Regions from separate parts of the Mus musculus genome. Here regions 2, 3, 4, 5, 6 and 7 are each linked to region 1. A link is a contact called in public ChIA-PET, HiChIP or PLAC-seq, capture Hi-C and promoter capture Hi-C data. All regions are on one chromosome and are shown on one strand. The core of a region is the stretch at or near the end of the contact, and the rest is flanking DNA. Distances in the headings are between cores, read along the strand shown.

Region 1 (2,825 bases), core at 87-2,586:
CCAGCACAGCGGTCCCTCTTGACACTACCTTCTTTTAAAAATCCTTGTATAGTGACGTGTTGTGTAAATACAGTTTTTATTCCATGGTTGAGCCTGGTTTTTGAGGATGACAGGGCTGGGGTCAGAGTCCATAACTACCCTGGGGGTCAGGATCAAGCTCTGCAGGACACCCATGTAGGCGCCATCTTTGGGAAACCCCCAAACTAGGCCAAGATTGTAAATAAACCACTGGAATGGGGAGGGGACGGTGGCCTAGAAGAATCAAAAAGCTGACGCGAAAGCTTAAGCACAGCGACCGACCGTTAAGCGGGCACGCGCTCCAAGCTAGCCCCGCCCCGCTGTAACTCCCTCGGCGCGCTCCCCACTCTCCCGCTCAGCAACGACGTCCCTGTTATGTGCGCGTGCGCGCGAAATAACGGCCGCTGGCGGAGGGAAGTGGGGGGTGGAATCGTTCAAGTGGGGGAAGAGAAGCCGCCTAGTCTCCCGCGCGCCCACCACCTGCACCATCGCCAGCCAATCAGCAACCGTCTTGGGGGTCTCGCGCTCGGGGCGACCGGGGCTGCTGGGTGGCTCCCCAGTCCCTCCGCCCTCTAGAGTCCCTCCTGTCCCTCCCCCTCCCGCTGGCCCCGCGCGCACTCGCGCTCGCGCCCGCTCCAGCCTCTTGTGTGTCCTCGCGCCCCCCGCCCGCCCTCCGGCGCGCAGTGTGCGCCGCTCCCCCACCCTCCTCCCCCCTCCCTCCTTGCGCGCCTCCTCCTTGGGTCCCCCTCCCCCACAGCTGCCTCCTCCCGCCCCAGGGTGAGCGCGAGCCACCTCCCTCCTCCCTCCGCCATGGATCCCAGCAACTGGAGCAGCTTCATCTTCCAGGTAACAACCCCCGCCCCCCCCGCCCCTGCCCCCCCTCCCACACCCCCTCCTGCCCGCCCTCCCTCCTGTCCCACACCCCCTCCGCGCGCCCGGTGCGCGCGCAGCTGTCCCCCTCCCTCCCTCGCGCCCTCCCCCGCCCTCCCCGAGGCGCCGGCTGGGCGCGCGCGCGCGGCGGGGGCCGAAGCTGCTCCCTCGCTCCCCCCACCCCGCCCCGCCAGGCTCCAACCGCCGCCACCACCGCCGCCGCCGCCGCCCGGGCCCCCCGCCCCCGGCCCCGGCCCTCGGCCCCGCGGGGCCTCTCGCCCCCACCCAGGGGGCGTCGCCGCCGCCGCCGCGCTCCGCGCCCCACAAGACGCCCTCCTTCCCTCCCTCCCGCCGGCCGGGGTGCGCGGGCGGCGGGGCGGCCCTCGGGCCATGCGTTCGGCTCGGCCCAACCCGGCCGGCCGGGGGCGGCGCCCCGAGCCCGGGCCCCGCGCGGCCCGTGCCCCCGGCTCCCGCTGAGCTCCGGGGGCCCCCACTGTGGCCGAGGCCATGTTCCCCGTGTTCCCTTGCACGCTGCTGGCCCCCCCCTTCCCCGTGCTGGGCCTGGACTCCCGGGGGGTGGGCGGCCTCATGAACTCCTTCCCGCCACCTCAGGGTCACGCCCAGAACCCCCTGCAGGTCGGGGCTGAGCTCCAGTCCCGCTTCTTTGCCTCCCAGGGCTGCGCCCAGAGTCCATTCCAGGTGAGTAGGGGCCGGGCCGGGCGGGCAGGCGCCGACCAGCGACCGCGGCCCACACGGCGCCTTGTCTCCGCAGGCCGCGCCGGCGCCCCCACCCACGCCCCAGGCCCCGGCGGCCGAGCCCCTCCAAGTGGACTTGCTCCCGGTTCTCGCCGCCGCGCAGGAATCAGCCGCGGCGGCGGCGGCTGCTGCGGCGGCTGCCGCTGCAGTGGTTACTGCACCCCCGGCCCCTGCCGCCGCCTCCACAGTGGACACAGCGGCCCTGAAGCAGCCTCCGGCGCCTCCTCCGCCACCCCCTGCCGTCTCCGCACCAGCCGCCGAGGCCGCGCCCCCCGCCGCGGCCGCCACTATCGCAGCAGCGGCTGCCACCGCTGTCGTCGCCCCAACCTCGACGGTCGCCGTGGCCCCAGTTGCATCTGTCTTGGAGAAGAAGACAAAGAGCAAGGGGCCCTACATTTGCGCCCTGTGCGCCAAGGAGTTCAAGAACGGCTACAACCTCCGAAGGCACGAAGCCATCCACACGGGAGCCAAGGCTGGCCGGGTCCCTTCGGGTGCTATGAAGATGCCCACCATGGTGCCCCTGAGCCTCTTGAGTGTCCCCCAGCTGAGCGGGGCCAGCGGGGGTGGGGGAGAAGCCGGGGCTGGCGGCGGCACAGCCGCGGTGGCGGCCGGTGGCGTTGTGACCACGACTGCCTCTGGGAAGCGCATCCGGAAGAATCACGCCTGCGAGATGTGCGGCAAGGCCTTCCGCGACGTCTACCACCTGAACCGACATAAGCTGTCGCATTCGGACGAGAAGCCCTACCAGTGCCCTGTGTGCCAGCAGCGCTTCAAGCGCAAGGACCGCATGAGTTACCACGTGCGCTCACATGACGGCGCTGTGCACAAGCCCTACAACTGCTCCCACTGTGGCAAGAGCTTCTCCCGGTGTGCAGGGGCCTCGCTGCCCACTAGGCCGGTGGGGGGGAGGGCAACAAGGTGGCCTGTCTTTGGCTGGTGGGGAGGCGGCTCCCGTTCCTGGGGACAGGAACCACTCCCAGGGAGGAGGGAAGTTGCTAGGAACAGGGGGTGGTACTTTAGAAGAGGTGGGTCTCTGGGCTGAAGGAAAGCAGCCTCTGGGCAGAAGAGGAATCTTGGTTTGAGGGCTTTCCTGCCTGAGGACTGAAGCTGAGGGGGAAACGCTGGGACCTTTGCAGAGGCATTTTGGAGGAACCTAGGTAGATTTGAGGCACACCTTACCT
Region 2 (2,825 bases), core at 192-2,691, 770 kb before region 1:
CTGTGGACTGCCTCATATGGGGTATCTTCATTGCCCCTGGAGAGGGGAGAAAGAAGACTGAGTGCTGGAGGGAAATGGGCTCTAAGATTAAGTGGGGCTGAGCTCACCTGTAGAAGGGGTGGCCCTTGATGTTAGGCCCCACCACTTCCATGCTGCTCGTGTAGACCAGGTACTGAGTGCCAGTCTGCACACAAGCATCAATCACATTCTGTGTGCCTATGGAGGAAAGGGACAGACGCAAGCTGTGTCTTCCCGCCTCTCACTCCTTCTGCCCCCCCCCCCCCCCCAGTGTCCAAGGAGAACCGCATCAGGTCAGGACAGGGTTCGACAGCAGTAAATGGACAAGGTTATCAAAAAGGACAGGCCCTCCCATAAAAATCACTGGTCAGAGGCAGGCCACACACTAGGGGCCAACAGGTAGGTAGCAGCTCACCCTGCACGTTGACTTTGTGGATGGTCTTTGGACTGGCCTTCCCAAACACATCCACCAACCCAGCTGTATGGATGACCACATGTGATCCAGACATGGCTGCTGCCACCTCATGGGCCTGAGTCACATCCCCCTGGATGGCAGTCACCTGCACAGGCCCTGGTGGAGACCCGAGGCAGTGTCAGAGCTGGGGCCTTAGCCAGCTGCTGAGTTTGGCCTGTCCACACCCTGGAAGCCACATGAACCAATGACTCACCCGGCCCCTCTGTCTGGTGGAGAACAAACAGGAATCATCTTTTCCATAAGCTGAGGTATCCCAGTCTGGGAAGGGATGGGGCCTCCCTACCTCCTGCTACTGCCCCACTCCAGTCACCTGCTTTCAGCTCCTCCAGCCAAGAACTCAGGTGCAGGTCAAAGACACGCAGCTCCCGGAGCCTGGGCTCCCGTTCCAGCAGCATCCGAACAATATGTTCCCCCAGGAAGCCGCAGCCACCTGTGACCAGGTATACCAGTGTTGGCACCTGTGCAGAGTCTGCCATGCCCAGCTGTGGGAAGAGAATTTAGCTCACTAGAATTGCCTGGTAGCACCTGCTCCAACCATGTGTTCTTCATAGAAGGGATCATTAGGTGGGAGCAGTGTGGGTGGAGAGGCTGAGTAGCAGGGGTGGGTTGCAGTTTTCTGTGCCTGTAGCACTAAGGCTCCCTGCCCTCTGACCCTAACTGCTGAGTCACTAGAATTGGATGCAGAATGGGAGGGATTGAGGCGGGTGGGGGGAAAAAAAAAAAAAAAAAAAAAGACTAGATTACTAAAGGACAGGCAGAGAAAGCAAGGAGTTGAATAGGGAGGTTGGAAGGGCGCAGGCTAAAAGGCAGGCCAGCTGGGCCTCAGTATCAGCTCTGCCTACCTGTAGTAAGTCCCAGGGCGCACAAACTGGCCACTGGAGGAGGTTGTGTCCTGGACTGGTGGACCAGCTAGATGTACATAGGCTTCCTTCCTTCCGCTCGCTCCTCCCTCCTGACCCATTCCAGGAAGGAGACCAGCCTAGCCTCCACCCCTAGGGGCGGGCAAGGGGGTTTGGAGGGAATTTTCTTGCCAGAGTGCCCCCTGGTGGCCAGTCCACTCTTCAGTGGCAGGCAAAGGACAGAACCTGCCCATTTGGTAGTGTATTTCAGGATAATAGGGTAGGGAAGGGATGCCCCCATCACTGATATGTTTGTCCCTCCTGCTGGGTCTCCCAGTAGGCTGAAGGCCCAGCACCAGCTATGGTTCTGGGAGGGAGAGCAGGGTAAACCTGATCTTGACATAATTCTGGCTAGCATCCATAGTGAGACAGATCTGGCATGTTTGTTGTATCTAGGTGGTTGGTCCAAAGCAGCACTGCGGTCTGCAGGTTGATTCACCCCAAACTCAAAGCCACCCATTCCCCCTCTCTCCTGCTTCACCCACTGTGGCAACTTGCATCCCAGTCTGCTCTTCCCAAAGATACTGACCAAGCATTTTTGTACAATAAAGTTTAATCACAATTATAAAAATGTGGTGTTGGGTTTCACTATTAACATTATGTACAATCCAGCCCAACAAGAAGGGCCTGCCCCCCACCATCCTGGCCCACTGAGCCAGAGCCCTGAGACACCAGGGTGGGAGGGTGACCCACAGGGTCTGGCAGGAACAGATGAGGCAGGGTTCCAGGCACAGAGTTCCCAGGACTAGGGGCCAAAGGCCCCCCCAGGGGGAGAACATGGCCACTGCCCCAGAGACCCCTAAACTGGGGCGGGGTGCACATAGGGCAGAAGGGGAAGTCCCCATTAACATGAAGCAAAGGGCTATGCAGCCCCCAAGAATAGCATCTATACAGGCTGGTACCCCAGGTTTCCACAGGAAACAGCTGCTGGCAGCTACAAAACATTTACAGCTTCTTCTTCGCAAAGAAAAAAAAATTAAGAGGGTGTTTGGGCATGGGGCATAGGGGAGGCAGCAGATGCCTCAAAGGACTGAGGCTCCCTTGTTGGCCTCAGTGCTCCCTATCCCACGTGAAGGTGGGGGCAGTGGGCCCTGCTGAGCCCAATAAGGCTGGGGTGCTGGGAGCTTAGGGCACCAAGGGGGAATAAATAGGGGTGAGGGCACCGGTCCTGCCCCACCTCAGTTGAGGGAGCCACGGCAACTTTCAGTGCCGCACAGACACGGAATCTTGTTGTCTTCTAGTGGGAACTTGTAGTCGTAGGTGATCTCCTCATCCACGCCGATGGGCTGCTTCGAGTAGATGACAATCTTTTTCTGAGACTCAATGGTGATCACCTTCGCATAGCAGTTGGGCTGCAGGAGGTGGGAGTGTAAGCCACAGCCCCACCTCACCCCTGCCCAGCCCAGCCCCGGCCCAGCCCTGAGCGCACCGTG
Region 3 (2,825 bases), core at 102-2,601, 740 kb before region 1:
CCTCACCTTAGCTCCCTCCAAGGCCTATTTACACAAGGGTACATTATGAAGGGTGCCCTCCCCCCAAGTGTGAAGAAAACTGAAACTAGCAGAGCTTCACTCCACACCCATACCCTGCGGAGCATCCTTGTCTAAACAGCAGCTTCCATGTAGTCTAGATAGCACACTGTTCTAGAAGAGCCTCCTTTGCTAAGCGGAGCTTGTTCTAACACACCTAGTTCTAGGGGGTCTCCATAAGAATCCCACATCCTCCTGGACAAAAGCTTGGCAGACCACAGAGACAGCACCTTCTATGATGTCACAACTTCCTAAAGATGGCAACTGGAGTGGATGTCGACTTGGGGCCGCACAGCTGGCCCTAAGTAGGGAGGAACCAGGACACATCTGCAGGCCACACTCTGGAATCTTCAGTTCCACTTCCCGGGGCCACTGCTGGGACCGTTAGCTGACATTATCCTCCCACACCTGCAGTTTATCAGACTTATCTGCTAGCTCCCTGATCAGCTTCCTTCCCCAGCAGCTTCCTCATGGTTTCTTAGTTTTCCCGGCAATTCTCTGTGCCTTCTGAGAGGTGGGCCCTTCAGTCAAATGACTCTCACATACACTATCCCCCTTCCCCGATCTGGTTGATATAGGCTCTCATTCAGCTTTGACTGCCTTTCAACTCTCGAGGACTTGGTAACTAAGCCACTTCAGACTTTCCCCCCACCAGTCTGCATCTGCTGACCTCTTTACTCCCTTCTTCCACGGCATTTCTGGGACCGATCTTCAGTCTGTTTATATTCCTAGAGCTGTGCCCGACATAAAGGGTTTTTCCAGTCCCTTGGGACTTAGCTCCTTCTTTTATCCTAAAGAAACCCTTTTATTCAGTCCAGTACTGGGGACCCATTTTCTTGACTTCTCCCACCACGTGCTTTACCCACCCCGTGTACCCCCTCCCACCCCTCACCATGGCGAAGCCCGACAGCAGAGCAGATGTGCGGCTGGAGGCTTTGAGCTTAGCCCGGCTGAGGTAGAGGCGGCGCCAGCTGAGCGCCCGCAGAGAGTGCTGACTGGCCCCCATAAGGTCCAGGTAGCCGCGGTGCACGAACTCCCGGTACGTGGCTGAGCCCGCGGGGCTGTCCACCTCCGGGTTCAGCGGGGCCTGTTCGCCCGTGTCCCCCTCGCCGCCCTTCATCCTGAGAGCAGTTACACCACAAGCGCAGATGGTCAAGGAGGGGCCGAGGCGCCTTGTATCCCCAAGAAGGGACGGCCCAAGCGCGGGTGGGACCCCATCCTGGGTGGCAAGGCAGACCCAGCGGGAACAGTTACGGACGCGTCTAGAAGGCCCAGGGGCCGAAACAGGAACTGGGGCAGGGGCGGAGCCCGGTGACCACATGATTGGGTGGAGCCGTGAGACGAACCCCTGCAGTCTGCCCACGGGCAGAGATCTCAAGGGACCCTCTAACCCAGGCCACGACGTGAATGCTCAGCCTCAGCTTTTGCTGGGACTTTGCTGGCCTCAGACCACCCAGTGTATGTACCTGGACATTCACAGGTGTCCAGACTTCCACACTCCTCTTTGAGCAGTCATCTCAGGAAAATTAAGCCCATTTTCCTCCCAGAGACCAAAGGAGCCCCTTCCACCATCCCTACCCACCACTCAGACTCGACACCGCAGACAGACACAAAAAGTCAGCGGCCCCGGCTAGATTCTGAGTTTTATAGCAAACCTTATTGTACAGACTTGTGGGGTTAGGGGTCCAGCCCGGCTGGGTGCCCCACTTGTCCCTCGCCGGGGTGCCTCCTCCCCTCCCGCAAGCGGCCCCACCGTCAAGCCTTTCTCCAACCCCAGGCCCCCCCTCCTGCCTTTGGTCCGCCCAGCCCCCGCCCCCAACCCGCGCACCTTCCTGTTACCTGAGGTATGTGGATAGATTCCCCTCCCCCCACCCCCATGTAGTACAATCCAGTTCCCCCTGGCCTAAGTTGAGTGGGACCTAGACCTGACTCCTCCCTCAGGCTCTTGAGACCCCACCCCCACACTGGAAGAAGGAAAGGGGTGGGAAGAGGGGAGGTGCCAAGAGTCTGTTACTAAGTTCCCACAGCAACTAAGAGGGACCGTTTCCAGTCTTAGCACTGATTTCCGGAGGTGTCCATTGGCTGCTATTTCCATGGCAACCAGGAGTGGCAGTTCCCTGGGCAAATGGGACACGAGTTTCCATGACGATGAAAGAATGGGAAGAGCCAAACTGGAGGAGTCCCATCTTGCCCATCTTTAAGCTGACATTTCCCCACCCCAACTCAAGTGAAGGGTGGAGCTGTTCAAGACAGTAATGCAAGAGAGCTAGGGGTGGGACAGTCCAAACTGGGTACCCATAGCCCAGTCTCGGTCAAGCTGGTCCCCTCACATCACACTCCCCCAAGTCCGAGATTCCCCCGGTTCAAGTAACACTTCAGTACAGATGAATGTTCAAGTATTGTGTAGAGAGCCAGGCAGGGGTCTGGGCTACCCCTCACCACTCCCCTGGGCCACCGAGCTTAACAGCAGGTAGACCCGCGGCCCCTACTCCTTGCAATAGCTGCCATTTTCAGTGACGTTCAAGGAGTCAAGGTCGGGGAAAACTGAAATCTGGGTAGAGGGAAGGGGAGAGAGGCAACCCTACGCAGAGGGTACTATCCCCACATCTGCTCCTCTCCCAGCCCCCAGTCCTGGCATTACCTGGCTTGTAGCGCCCCCTGTCTTGACACTCGGATCCCCAATTGCTCCTCTGTTTTCCCTTTTTGGCCCCCCATCCCACCCAACTGGTCTTTGTTCCCTGAACCCTTGTTGGTCTGATTTCTGCCCT
Region 4 (2,825 bases), core at 171-2,670, 650 kb after region 1:
GTGTGAGGTAGAGGACAGCTTGTGGCAGGCAATCCTCTTCTGCCATTTGGATAGGGACAGAACTCAGATTGTCAGTATTGGTACCAAGTATTTTATCCTCTGAGCCACCTTGCTGGCCCTTACCTATTTTCGAACTCTCAATCTCTCTCTCTCTCTAACTTTCTCTTTCTCTCTCTCTTTCTTTCTCTGTCTCTGTATCTCATCATTATCTAGTCCAGGCTGACTTAAGACTCAATACAGTCCAGTCTTCAAATCCTCAAACTTTTATCTGCCTCTTCCTCTGCTGTGCTGAGAGGGATATTAAAAAAAAAAGATTTATTTTCTGTATATGGATACACTGTCGCTCTCTTCAGATACACTAGAGTAGGGCATTGGATCCAATGGTTGTGAGCCACTATGTGGGATTTGAACTCAGGACCTCTGAAAGAACAGTCAGTGTTCTTAACCACTGAGCCATCTCCAGCCCCAAGAGGAATCTTTAATTTTTTGTTTTGTTTTGTTTTGTTTTTTGTTTTGTCGAGACTGGGTCTTATGTACCCAAAGCCACATTAAAGTTAACTATTGCTATGTATCAAGGACCACTTTGAACTTCCAATTCTCCTCCTTCTACCTTTTGCAACGGGCTGGGTGAATGAGGTACTGGGGACTTGAGCCCAGGGTTTCAGGAATGCTTGGCAGTATTTACTATCAACTGAACTACATCCCAGTTCTGGAAGTGGGATCACAAAACAGTATTTTCATAGAATCATAGTATTTTGCATTCAGAATGTATGTATATTAAGGAAAACTAGCAACCTGAGACGGTTCGCCATGGAACACCTTTAATCCCAGCCTTCTGAAGGCAAAGGCAGGTGGATGCCTGTGAATTGGTGGCCACACTGGTCAAAAAAGGGAATTCCAGGACAGTCAGACATACAGAGAAACCTTGGAAATAAAAGAAAGAAAAATGAAAAAACAAGCCAAAAAAAAAAAAGCCTCTGCTCCGTGGGTGCTGAGATAAAAGGTTTGTTTAATTCACTGCCACACCTAGTGGGATTTTTTTTTTGTATGTTTTGTTTTCAAGACTAAAGGTATTAAAGGCATGTGCCACCAGCCAGATTGAGTTTGTTGTTGTTGGTTTATGATAAGGTTCCTCCGTGTAGCCCTGGTCACCCGGGAACTTGCTCAGTAAACCAGGCTAGCCTCGACCACAGAGATCGGCTGCCTCTGTCTCTTTAGTGCTGGGATTAGAGCCATATGCCATTTTTTGGTGCAGGGTACATTGCAGTTCATTGGTTCTGAGCCTCCGCCTGTCCTCCAGGAGAGACACCAGAGGGCGCGAGGACACTAGTCTTGGTTGGAGAAAAACTCGAGGCCATAGACAAAACATCCTCTTCCTCCTAAACTCTAGCATCTTTTCTTGGAGGCAGGGTCTCACTCAGTATGTAGCCCTGGCTGACCTGGAACTCGCTATGTAAACCAGGCTGTCCTTGAAATTGCAAAGATCTCCGTCCTTCTGCCTTCTCCTGGGACTAAAGGTATGCGCTACTACGCCCGACTCTATAGGAATCTAAATGTCCACAGTGAAAGCTCATGATTGGTAAACAAAAGGAGGCAGCTGCTCGCCGCTATTCATCCAACAATTACTGAGCAATGAAGCCATCAGCCAGTCACTGAAGAAGAAAAGAGGAAACAACTCACTAGCATCTGTAGAGATGTAATATTTCCAAATAATCCACTATCTCGTGAAATCGGATAAATGGGTATTCCATCTAGGCGATTGATTACACCAGCTTGCGAGGCCCCCTGGAGGCTACTGGTGGAAGTAGGAACGAGCGTCGGGTTACCATAGCGGAGGAGCCCTAGAAACCCTGGAGGCTTCCGTAGGCGGTGGCAGGTCACGTGTTCAATCCTTGCACCGGGTGACTTTCTCCGGTAGGGCTCCGGTGTCACATGACCTGCTCTTGGGCAACATGGCGGCAGTTGTGTTGCTGAGCTTGGACTGAGCAACAGCGAGTGTGGCGCGCTCCTTCCCGGGCTTTGGAGTGCGTCAGCGTGAGAAGAGGGACTGGGTCCTGGTCTTCCTGCTCCTGTCCCAGCGTCACCTGCACCTCCTGTGTGCTCTCCTCTGTCGGAACCAGAGGGAATGACGAAGCCCAGGGCTTTTCGCAGTGGTGCACTGTGCATCGGACCACGCTCCTAGGCGATAGTGGGCAAGTCTTCTCGCAGTCCTCTCTCCAACCTCCTTCCGTCGGAGGTAGGACCGAAGCGTGGGCGGTTGCGATTCCCCAGGGACCATGGCCGGGTCCGACACGGCGCCCTTCCTCAGCCAAGCAGATGATCCTGATGACGGGCCAGCGCCCGGCCATCCGGGGTTGCCAGGACCCATGGGGAATCCAAAGTCCGGGGAACTCGAGGTCCCAGACTGTGAGGGGCTACAGCGCATCACTGGCTTATCTCGGGGCCATTCGACCCTCATAGTGGTGGTTCTGTGCTACATTAACCTCCTGAACTACATGGACCGCTTCACCGTGGCAGGTACGCACTGATGCTCCGAAGAAGGGATATAGGCAAGGGAGAAGTTCCCCAGGATAGGGTCGCCTCTTGGCGCTCATTCTTTGTTTTTTCTTTCCAGGGGTTCTTACAGACATCGAGCAGTTCTTTAACATCGGAGATGGTAGTACTGGCCTCATCCAGACTGGTGAGTGAGGCTACTGCCCACACAACCCCTCGTTCTTAATTGCCTCAAGTAGGCCTACATACATGCAGGTTTGCCTAGTGAAGCTTTAGTGGCCAGGGCTCTTGGAGGCAATGGCCGTGGCTGCTCTTGGGCTGTCCACTTGAGC
Region 5 (2,825 bases), core at 177-2,676, 630 kb after region 1:
CAGTGGGAAACTGAGGCAAGCTAAGCTCCAGAGAAAGTCAGAGAACCCTCTGCTTATCAGTCTATGATTTAGTCATCGGGTATCAGGCGACAGGATATTGTGGAGGCATACCATCTCAGTGGCAGGCATCCATCACTTTATGGGCTCCTTATGAGGAAGTCATACTCTTGGTCTGGCCTACCTGATAAGTTCTTGGATCTGGTTTCCCCAGTTTGATTTTTTTAGGGGGGGGGGTCGGTTGAGACCGGCTTTTTCTGTGCAGTGCTGGCTGTCCTGGAACTCACTCTGTAGACCAAACTGGCCTTGAACTCACAGAGATTTGCCTGCCTCTGCCTCCCAAGTGCTTGATTAAAGTCTTGTGCCACCACTGCCCAGTGATGTCTGCATTTCAAAGAGAAGACTCTACCTTGAATTGCTGAGTTGTGAAAAGGCAAGGGGTTTATTAAGACATTAGAAGGATTAGCATATGCACAACCATGGTACTGACAGTACTTACATTTTTTTCAGTTAATTTCCACATGCATGAGTGAATGCCAGCAGGGTATTGACCAGCAGACAAACATTAAACCATCAAAGACCTCTCAGAATTCAGACCTTTCTGAGTTTTGAAGTTGTATTGTTTCCCAAACGAGCTAAGTGTGCATAGCATGTTGCTGGAAAGCGCAGCTAGCTCCCAGTCAGTCTACAATCACGAGCATGAACCCTGGTGCTCTGTAGTACATTGTGCAGATAAGCGGCAGCAAGGCCTTTATCAAGAGTAACCCCGCTGTAAACCGAGAAGCATTCATATTTCAATGATCAGGAAAGAGGAGCCAGAAGGAAGCCTCTTTTCTTTGCAACAGGGAAGTAAGTCTCTTATTTTAATTTGTAATTGTCTTAAAAAGTGTTTCTGAGTTGTGCTGTGCTATGACATATATTGTTTTGATATTGTGTTTGTAGAGTATTTCAGAGGTGACATGCATGAAGGTGTTTAGTGTGGAATGGAACTCCTGCCACACAGAGGTTGAGGACACAAAAGGAATCCACAGCCCAAGATCTTCAGCTTCTAACCTTAGTTCCACAAGGCTTTTTCTGTGGCTTCCGAGAATGAGGACTACAATTCCCAGGATGCGCCAGTCTTTCACCAACCAGGAAAATGGATTTCTCTAATGGGCGGGCCCTGGGGAAGGCTGGGTCAGGAGGAAATTTAGCCAATGGATGAACTGTACAGAATCGAAACCTTTTTTGATTGTACCAAAGAGATTGGAATCTTTGGCGCCTTTGTTTTAGTGGAGGGTAGGTGATAGACAGGTAAGTAGACCAATGAGAACGTGGATAGGCGGATCCAGAGCGTGTGGGCGGGAAGAGATGATGACCGGCAGGCTGTTCGTCCAATGAAAGGGACAGACGCTAATACGGTGGGCCGGTGACTGTGTAGAGGCCGGTGTTTGTGGAAGCAGTGTGGGAGATGGCGGAACCACTGAGGGGACGTGGTCCGAGGTCCCGCGGTGGCCGAGGCGCTCGGAGAGCCCGAGGCGCCCGTGGCCGGTGTCCTCGCGCCCGGCAGTCTCCGGCTAGGCTCATTCCAGACACCGTGCTTGTGGACTTGGTCAGTGACAGCGACGAAGAGGTCTTGGAAGTCGCAGACCCAGTAGAGGTGCCGGTCGCCCGCCTCCCCGCGCCGGCTAAACCTGAGCAGGACAGCGACAGTGACAGTGAAGGGGCGGCCGAGGGGCCTGCGGGAGCCCCGCGTACATTGGTGCGACGGCGGCGGCGGCGGCTGCTGGATCCCGGAGAGGCGCCGGTGGTCCCAGTGTACTCCGGGAAGGTGCAGCAAGGTCCCCAAGGAGGGTTGTTGGGGGAGTGCTAAGACTGGCGTGGCGGGTTTGGCTTGGGGCAGTGTGTGTGTGTGATGAATACTTTTAGATTGGAGATACGAGGGGGTCGGTAATGTTAGATGTATGGAGTTATCTGGGATTGTATCTTCGGGTAGAGGGAGGCTGAGAGAGATCGAGGGACGATCGAGGGAAGCTGGCCTTCTAGATGCGCTTCAGGGATTGGAGTCCTTAGAGAAGACAAGTGCTGGAATCGAGGGAAGAGCCATTCTTGTCTTAAGTAGGGTTGGCAGGATGTGAGACCCACCTCCTCTTCCCCCTTTTGTCTTCGTAGGTACAGAGCAGCCTCAACCTCATTCCAGATAATTCATCCCTCTTGAAACTGTGCCCTTCAGAGCCTGAAGATGGTAAGAGTGGGTTTGTCGGGAGTACCCTGCACTGGCTTCTCTGAGACTTCCTAGAGTTTACATCCCTGTAGTCAGTGATATCTCCCCCCCCCCCCCGCGCCCCCCCCTCGCTCCAGCACCCTCCGTCCCCCTGCCCCCACCCCCACCCCTTTTCTCTGTGCTTCAGTGGTATCTAGGGTCTGGAGAATGATGCTCAAGTGTTATCCAGTTGACACACAATTTTGATTCTAAGTGGTATTGGGAAAATGGACTCCTGAGTCTGAGATAGGGGAAAGTTATGGTCCATAAAGATGCTGGTTCATTAATCAGAAGTCACAGGAACCTACTTAATAGCCATGTCCACCCCTTCCCCTCTTCGGGTCCTAACGGGCATATGGATATGTTAGAGTGAAGTTTGAGGTACCTACCCTTGACATTTTGATCTGTGTTATCATAATAGGGGTGAAGGGAGTTCTGAGACTCTGTGACATCTTGTTACACTCCTACAGTGTTCCATTCCTTGGGAACACTTTGGAGCCAGAAGAGTGTTTCTTTGACTTTATCAGAACTGCCCATTCTTTATTCTCTACTGATAAGTTTTTGCAAACCCTTTAATAAGGCCAGT
Region 6 (2,825 bases), core at 207-2,706, 560 kb after region 1:
TCTCTAGTCCCATGGAAACTTTACTGCCTCAGTTTCCCCCTGCTTGCAGCCTGGCCCATATACCCCGGCTGCTCCTCCTCCAGCAGCTGCTTGGGTGGAAATCAAAAGATACCCCAATGATGAAGCGGGTGGGGAAGGGTGGCTCAGAGCAGCTGCTCTTTGGAGGAAGCTGACACCCAGGCCAGGCCAGCCCTTCAGCAACAACTTGTGGCTTTGCACCCAGCCTCTGGGGCCCCGCCCACAGGACTGCCACTGCCCGAACCCTGCTGTTTCTTTTCCCTCTTCTCTTTGGGCTTAGGAAGTCTGTGCTCTTTGCTCCCAACTCTGTTCTGTCCCCTTTTCTCCATACCTTCTCCCCTCCCTTCCAGAGCCTCTGCTTCATCCAGCCTCAGGGGTCCTGCTCTCAGTCACTGGCTTGGGGCTGGCCCAGCTCCAGAGCACTCCTGCCAGCCCTGATCCCCATTCCCTCTGTGAGCTGTTGCATCAGGGTGAGAGTTTCAGAGAACCCCACACTTCTGGGGGGGTCACCATGAAGCCCTAGGGTTGAAGGCTAGTGTAGGGTGGGGAGATCCTTACTCCCCCTGCCCCACCCTGAAACACCCATCCCTCCCCCTCTTCCATCAGCACATTCCGTAGCCTCTTGGGTTACCTGGCTGCCTGGGTGTCCCATTTTCTTCGGGGTGGGGTGGGGGGGATTCCCTGCCAGTTTCACAGGGGAGCTAAAGGCTGTGTTCCCAGAGGCTGAGCTAAAGCGGTAGTGGTGGGGGGAGTTTAGGAGAGACAGACAGTCCTGGCTTTGCTTACCAGGGCCTGGACACTAAATCCCTTGTTGATGGCTGCAGCAACCCCTCCCTAGGGTAAGGTTACCATCTGCACTGTCCCCTTGACTATCTCCCTTCCCTGGTTCCCTGTATCTCTCTAGAGCTACTTCCTCTGTCCCCAAAGATGCGCTCCCCTTTCCTTTGATCCCCCAAAAGGCTTGGAGAACTTCCTCTGCTAACCAAACACATTAGGCAGGGGAGGAGACTGTGACAGTGGAAAGGGGTTCATGATGTCAAGACCAGGCTAAGGAGTGATAAGGCCTAAGGGCCAAGAGGGCTTATGGAAAGATCTGCTCAGGGGTGGGCTTGGAACTGAGAATTTAGTGTAACTGGAGAAGTTGAGGCAACTGGGGGTGGGGTCAGTAGCGGATGATAGAAAGTGACTTTACTCCCCCCTCCTCTCTGAGGCTGGGGCCACCTTTGCGTCCCTTGTGAGTGACACCTCAGGCTGCAGCCCCACTGTTCCTCTCTGTCAGCAGAAACCTCTCTCTCTCCTGACCCCTCCTGCTGGGGTCTCAGCCAGCCAATCCCTGACCTGGAGGAAGGGGGAGCCTGCCCCCCCCACTCCCTCATAAGGACCAGCTGGGGGCTGGGGGGGTGGCCGGCTGCGCAAGTAGGACTGGGGTCAGAACTTCGTGGAAAGGAGAAGAATCTGGGGGGGGCAAGCAAGAAAAAGGAAGGAGCCCAGATCAACAGGCAGGTGGATAAGCTGAAGAAGTCCCCCCACAAGTGAGAGGCCCCTAAGAAGAAACACATCACCCCCTGGCCCCCAGGAAGGGAGCACAATGGAGGCCGCGCACTCCAAGTCCACAGAGGAATGTTTGTCCTATTTCGGGGTGAGCGAGACCACAGGCCTTACCCCAGACCAAGTTAAGCGACATCTGGAAAAATACGGCCCCAATGGTAAGTATCCCTCCGAGGAGAAGCTGGTATGGCTGCCCTCCTACCCCTGTCAGGGGAGCTGCTTCTTCCAAAGTGTATAAGGTGGAGCAGGACTGGAGAAGAAGGAGGATACTAAAGAAAAGTTTTAAAATCTGGAGTTTGGGGAGGTTTCATAGGGTGACCTTGAGCCTCATGGGACACCCTTCTGATACCCTGATTCTCTTATGTTAGCCACAGAGTTTGGGGTGTGGGGGCATGGGGCATGGGCCCCCACTGAATTTGTTCTTTTCTTCTTTTTCCCTGGGTAGAGCTCCCTGCTGAGGAAGGTAAGTTACCCTGACCCTCCTATGCCCCTCATCCCCGACTCCCCGCCTTCTCCTTACTGAGACCCATAGCCTTTCCTCAAAGCTTAAGCGTCAAGACTCCAGACACCTTCCCTGAGTCCTCCCCACCTGGAACAGCTGCCACAGATTTGAAGAGCCTTTTGGGCTGTTTCATCTCTTTCTCTCATGCCAAGCTGGGCTGCCTATCAACCTAGAGGACCAGGGCACTCTAGACTCTGGACCCTGGCCCATCCCCATCCACGGACACTCATCCCTTAACCCTGGGACTCCTCTTCTTGTCCCCCCACCCCCCAGGCAAGTCTCTGTGGGAGTTGGTGGTAGAGCAGTTCGAAGACCTGCTTGTGCGGATTCTTCTCCTGGCTGCCTGCATTTCCTTTGTAAGTGCTGTCTGAGTATGATGTGGGCCTTGGGATCAGCCTGTGGCTCTTACCATCCTGGATGCCCTCGTCCAAGCCCTGACCACCCTGTTTTCCAGGCAGGAGCTGGGGGTGGGGTGCTGGGGTGCTTCCTCCCCTGCAGAGAGGTTTTATTTTAAGCCCTGAGAGTGTTCTCAGCCAAAACACTGAAGCTAAGCCACCCTCCCAGCTTCAAGGGCTTCAAGAGCTCAGGTTACCCCCCCCCCCCCAAGCATAGGCTCCCTGCTTCAGTGAGGGTTACAATGTCTACTATGGGGCCACTGTCACTCCCAGCCTGTCCTGGTTGGTCCCCTACTCTGCGTCACCGATCCTGCCCTGCCCTCTCCAACCTGTGGTACTGATTGACTAAGAGAAAGATTTGG
Region 7 (2,825 bases), core at 203-2,702, 550 kb before region 1:
CTCACACTTTATGTCTCAGCTCAAGTCCTCGGAGCTGAGAATGTGGCTCTGTAGTAAAGCACTGTCTCTTAGGATGGGGCCCTGAGTTTAATCCCCAGCACCATGAACAACCAAACACCCCTCCCCCAACCCTCCTGTCATTTTCTTAGAAGTCTCCTAAAGCCCCTCCTCTGTGGAGACCCCGTTGATTGAATCCTACTGCCTACTTATTTTTTCCCCTAACGCTCCTTTCGACCTTTATCTTTTTTTCATTATGTAAAGATAGAAACATTTCCAAGACAGAAACTTCCTCAGGGTTCCTGTTCTGTCACTCCCTCACCCGGTGTTCTTGGTGCTTAACACAACATAACCAATACACTATGCTTCTGAAACTAAACCATAAAGCATCTGTGGTGGCGATCACAGTAGCAATCCCTGCTCCCCTCCCCGACAGGGTTTCTCTGTGTAGTCCTGGCTGTCCTTGAACTTCCTCTGTAAACCAGGCTGGTGTCAACTCAACAGAGATTCACCTGCCTCTGCTGGGATCAAAAGCATTCACCACCACCGCCCAGCTCCAAGCATCTTTTCTACAGACCCCTACTTCTCGAACTAGATACCTTTGAAATGCTCACGTGATGGGTATTTTCTACCTTCCCGTTGTCTGGACCACAAACAATTGTTGACAATATAGATGAATAGAGGAAAAAATGCGGGTTAACTCGGAATACTAGCCAAGTCACTAACTGTTTTCCACTGTCCACTTCCTAACTATCCAGTCTTCAGAAGGAAGCCTTATTTCCTGGCTGGGAGCTGACTACACTGGGCCGGTGTATGCTTCAGCTGTGAAGGCTCACCTGCCAATGATGTCCTTAGGGTCGTACTTCTGGTAAAACTCTTTGGCCGCAGCCCAGTCAGGGAGTTCATCCTCCGGCCCCACGTCCAACGTCATTCTGAGGGATGTGGGGGCCTGGGAGGAGGAAACGGAGGGCAGTGAGGGCAAGGAGGCCCACAGGTTCTGAGAGGATGCACATCGTGGCTCCCGGGGGCGCAGCACCTGCGGCTGGGGCGCCAGGGTCCTGGGGGTTGGGGGTGGGGTAGGGGAAGGATCAGGACCGGGGAGACCACAACGAAGGGCCTAGGGGGGAGGGAGGGAAGCAGGGCAGGGAAGAGGATAGGGAAGGGCGGGAGGGGGGAAAGGTGGCTCGGAAGAAGGGGGAAATGGCACAAGTGCGGGCGGCTGTTACCGCGCAAGCGCACTTGGCGTCCACTGGGAGGGGCGCGGGGGTCTCGAGCAGGATGACCCGTGCGAGCGGGGAGGGGGAAGGGAGGGTGGGGGGAGGGGGGTGAGGAGGGAACAGTCTAACCTGCGCAAAGACCCTCAGCTGCTTGGTTTATGTTTGTTCCTTTGCTTTAACCTGTAAGGCTCCCACAGCGACCTAAGGCACCGCCCCCATCATTGCAGCCAATGGCCCCTGCTGTTTGAGAACTAGGGATTAGAAACCCTCCGATTGGAAAATGGCAGTCCAATAGGAAGACGGGATTCCAGGGCGGACAAGGCCGTTGGCGCTAGAAGTCCCCAAAAGGTCTCCACCATGAGGAGGAGCCTGAAAAACAGCCAATCAACATGTAGCACTTGCTTTTCTCTCCTGGTGCTGCTGGTCTGTAAAGAGACACGGAAGTTAGGTTACCGGAAATGTGATGTCTCCGCACTACCTCACCGTGCCCTCGGACAAGGCCCTTTTAGTTTCCTTCTGGAATCCTCATTTATTATAGTAAGAGCCTGTTCCAAAATTCCTTTTTTTGTGGAAACCTGCGTGTAGACAAGTGTGGTCATGCACGCTTAATCCCAGCACTAGGAGGCGAGGCAGGCAGATGGATCTCTTGAGATGGAGGCCAGCATGGTCTACAAAGTGAGTTCCAGGACCGGCAGGGCTGTTTATACAGAGAAACTGTTTTGAGAAACACAACAAAACAAAATGCATATGCAGCTTGGCCGTTTGGTCCTGACTAGAGCTTTCAGGATAGTGTCCATCATCCTGGGGTCACAGACTCCTACCGTCTTGCTCCCAGACCCTCCTGCATTAAGTACACAAGGTTGTTAAGGTCCTGCCTAGAGTAATTCCAAAGCCAGACATATCCTAAAACCAAGGTTCTGGAGTAACAGCAAAGAAAAAAGCAAATCCTCAAGGTTACAGTCCAGCAAAAGAGAAATGATAATTTTTGTTTTTTTAGACGGTGTCTCACTATGTAGCCCTTGTTAGTCAGGGATTCGTTGTGTATCCCAGGCTGGGGTGGAACTCCAAAGATCAGTCAGTTTGAGTGCTGGGATTTAAGGCTCAGGACGCCTAGATTACAGCATGATTTTCTAACAGCTTTTTCTATAAGGAAACCAAGTAATTTAGTGTTTTTGCTTTCTGTCACTGTAGAGCCTTTCCTCATCAAGCTTAACTTTAACAACTTGCAAAAATAGTTTTGAACTTTCCTAAGTAGGTTTGTTGTTGGTACACAGGGGATAATTATTCTGAAATTAGTCAAAATAATGTATTCATATAATTAGGAACCGAAGAGTCTTCCTATGAGAATATGAAATCTGGAACTAGAGGAAGAACTACAGGTAAAATTTGGGCAATGGTGAAAAACAGATTAAAAAATAATTTTATATTTTCCAGTATTGATTTCTAAAAGGACCCCCAAAACAGAAGCTAGTATAAAGTCTAAATGCTGATTTCTCTTGGTTGCAAACAAAGGAACCAGGGATCTTTGGGAAATGACCAAGGACAACAATAATGTGTCAGGAATCACAACCTGAGCCTCCCGATATTCCATTTAACTCACAGACTTTAAGT

What was found. Promoter capture Hi-C pulls out the DNA fragments that hold promoters and counts their contacts. ChIA-PET counts read pairs in DNA pulled down with a chosen protein or histone mark. HiChIP or PLAC-seq counts read pairs in DNA pulled down with a chosen protein or histone mark. Capture Hi-C pulls out chosen DNA fragments and counts their contacts.
Region 2: a contact with region 1 is called in a FOXA1 HiChIP or PLAC-seq map of pancreatic cancer cells. The contact joins the promoter of Hsd3b7 here to the promoter of Maz in region 1. A contact is called at or near these places in 1 of 39 promoter capture datasets (liver) and 2 of 115 datasets of contacts at active chromatin or transcription factors (bone marrow-derived macrophages and pancreatic cancer cells).
Region 3: a capture Hi-C map of macrophages shows a contact between it and region 1, with 5 times the contacts expected there. The contact joins the promoter of Orai3 here to the promoter of Maz in region 1. A contact is called at or near these places in 6 of 39 promoter capture datasets (cranial neural crest, embryonic stem cells, erythroid cells and 3 more), 2 of 484 Hi-C or Micro-C datasets (both in embryonic stem cells), 2 of 115 datasets of contacts at active chromatin or transcription factors (memory CD8 T cells and pancreatic cancer cells) and 3 of 9 other capture datasets (adipose tissue, liver and macrophages).
Region 4: a FOXA1 HiChIP or PLAC-seq map of pancreatic cancer cells shows a contact between it and region 1. The contact joins the promoter of Spns1 here to the promoter of Maz in region 1. A contact is called at or near these places in 2 of 39 promoter capture datasets (embryonic stem cells and pre-B cells) and 2 of 115 datasets of contacts at active chromatin or transcription factors (embryonic stem cells and pancreatic cancer cells).
Region 5: a promoter capture Hi-C map of pancreatic islet shows a contact between it and region 1. The contact joins the promoter of Nfatc2ip here to the promoter of Maz in region 1. A contact is called at or near these places in 1 of 39 promoter capture datasets (pre-B cells), 1 of 484 Hi-C or Micro-C datasets (B cells) and 1 of 9 other capture datasets (pancreatic islet).
Region 6: a contact with region 1 is called in an RNA polymerase II ChIA-PET map of memory CD8 T cells, with 7 read pairs. The contact joins the promoter of Atp2a1 here to the promoter of Maz in region 1. A contact is called at or near these places in 1 of 39 promoter capture datasets (cranial neural crest), 2 of 484 Hi-C or Micro-C datasets (CD8 T cells and the N1E-115 cell line), 4 of 115 datasets of contacts at active chromatin or transcription factors (kidney, large pre-B cells, memory CD8 T cells and 1 more) and 2 of 9 other capture datasets (adipose tissue and liver).
Region 7: a contact with region 1 is called in a promoter capture Hi-C map of liver, with 2.1 times the contacts expected there. The contact joins the promoter of Phkg2 here to the promoter of Maz in region 1. A contact is called at or near these places in 4 of 39 promoter capture datasets (embryonic stem cells, erythroid cells, liver and 1 more), 4 of 115 datasets of contacts at active chromatin or transcription factors (effector CD8 T cells, extraembryonic endoderm stem cells, memory CD8 T cells and 1 more) and 2 of 9 other capture datasets (adipose tissue and liver).

Annotation. Positions count from the first base shown.
Region 1 is chr7:127,024,990-127,027,814 of GRCm38.p6, reverse strand. It overlaps Maz (MYC-associated zinc finger protein (purine-binding transcription factor)), which reads left to right and starts at 1,336. Exons shown (of 5, transcript NM_010772.1): 1 at 1,336-1,587; 2 at 1,661-2,511. The coding sequence starts at 1,396. Kif22 (kinesin family member 22) reads left to right here. Exons shown (of 14, transcript NM_145588.1): 14 at 1-84. The coding sequence ends at 22.
Region 2 is chr7:127,799,225-127,802,049 of GRCm38.p6, reverse strand. It overlaps Hsd3b7 (hydroxy-delta-5-steroid dehydrogenase, 3 beta- and steroid delta-isomerase 7), which reads right to left and starts at 1,441. Exons shown (of 7, transcript NM_133943.2): 1 at 1,336-1,441; 2 at 804-975; 3 at 434-589; 4 at 108-216; 5 at 1-36. The coding sequence starts at 969. It overlaps Setd1a (SET domain containing 1A), which reads right to left. Exons shown (of 19, transcript NM_178029.3): 18 at 2,822-2,825; 19 at 1,928-2,744. The coding sequence ends at 2,571.
Region 3 is chr7:127,768,341-127,771,165 of GRCm38.p6, reverse strand. Orai3 (ORAI calcium release-activated calcium modulator 3) reads right to left here and starts at 1,351. Exons shown (of 2, transcript NM_198424.3): 1 at 950-1,351. The coding sequence starts at 1,177. It overlaps Fbxl19 (F-box and leucine-rich repeat protein 19), which reads right to left. Exons shown (of 11, transcript NM_172748.2): 11 at 2,238-2,825.
Region 4 is chr7:126,376,529-126,379,353 of GRCm38.p6, reverse strand. It overlaps Spns1 (spinster homolog 1), which reads left to right and starts at 1,420. Exons shown (of 12, transcript NM_023712.3): 1 at 1,420-2,517; 2 at 2,615-2,680. The coding sequence starts at 2,277.
Region 5 is chr7:126,395,338-126,398,162 of GRCm38.p6, reverse strand. Nfatc2ip (nuclear factor of activated T cells, cytoplasmic, calcineurin dependent 2 interacting protein) reads left to right here and starts at 1,426. Exons shown (of 8, transcript NM_010900.3): 1 at 1,426-1,807; 2 at 2,149-2,221. The coding sequence starts at 1,448.
Region 6 is chr7:126,461,704-126,464,528 of GRCm38.p6, reverse strand. Atp2a1 (ATPase, Ca++ transporting, cardiac muscle, fast twitch 1) reads left to right here and starts at 1,456. Exons shown (of 23, transcript NM_007504.2): 1 at 1,456-1,724; 2 at 2,012-2,029; 3 at 2,342-2,424. The coding sequence starts at 1,607.
Region 7 is chr7:127,571,975-127,574,799 of GRCm38.p6, reverse strand. It overlaps Phkg2 (phosphorylase kinase, gamma 2 (testis)), which reads right to left and starts at 1,452. Exons shown (of 10, transcript NM_026888.3): 1 at 1,344-1,452; 2 at 834-946. The coding sequence starts at 928.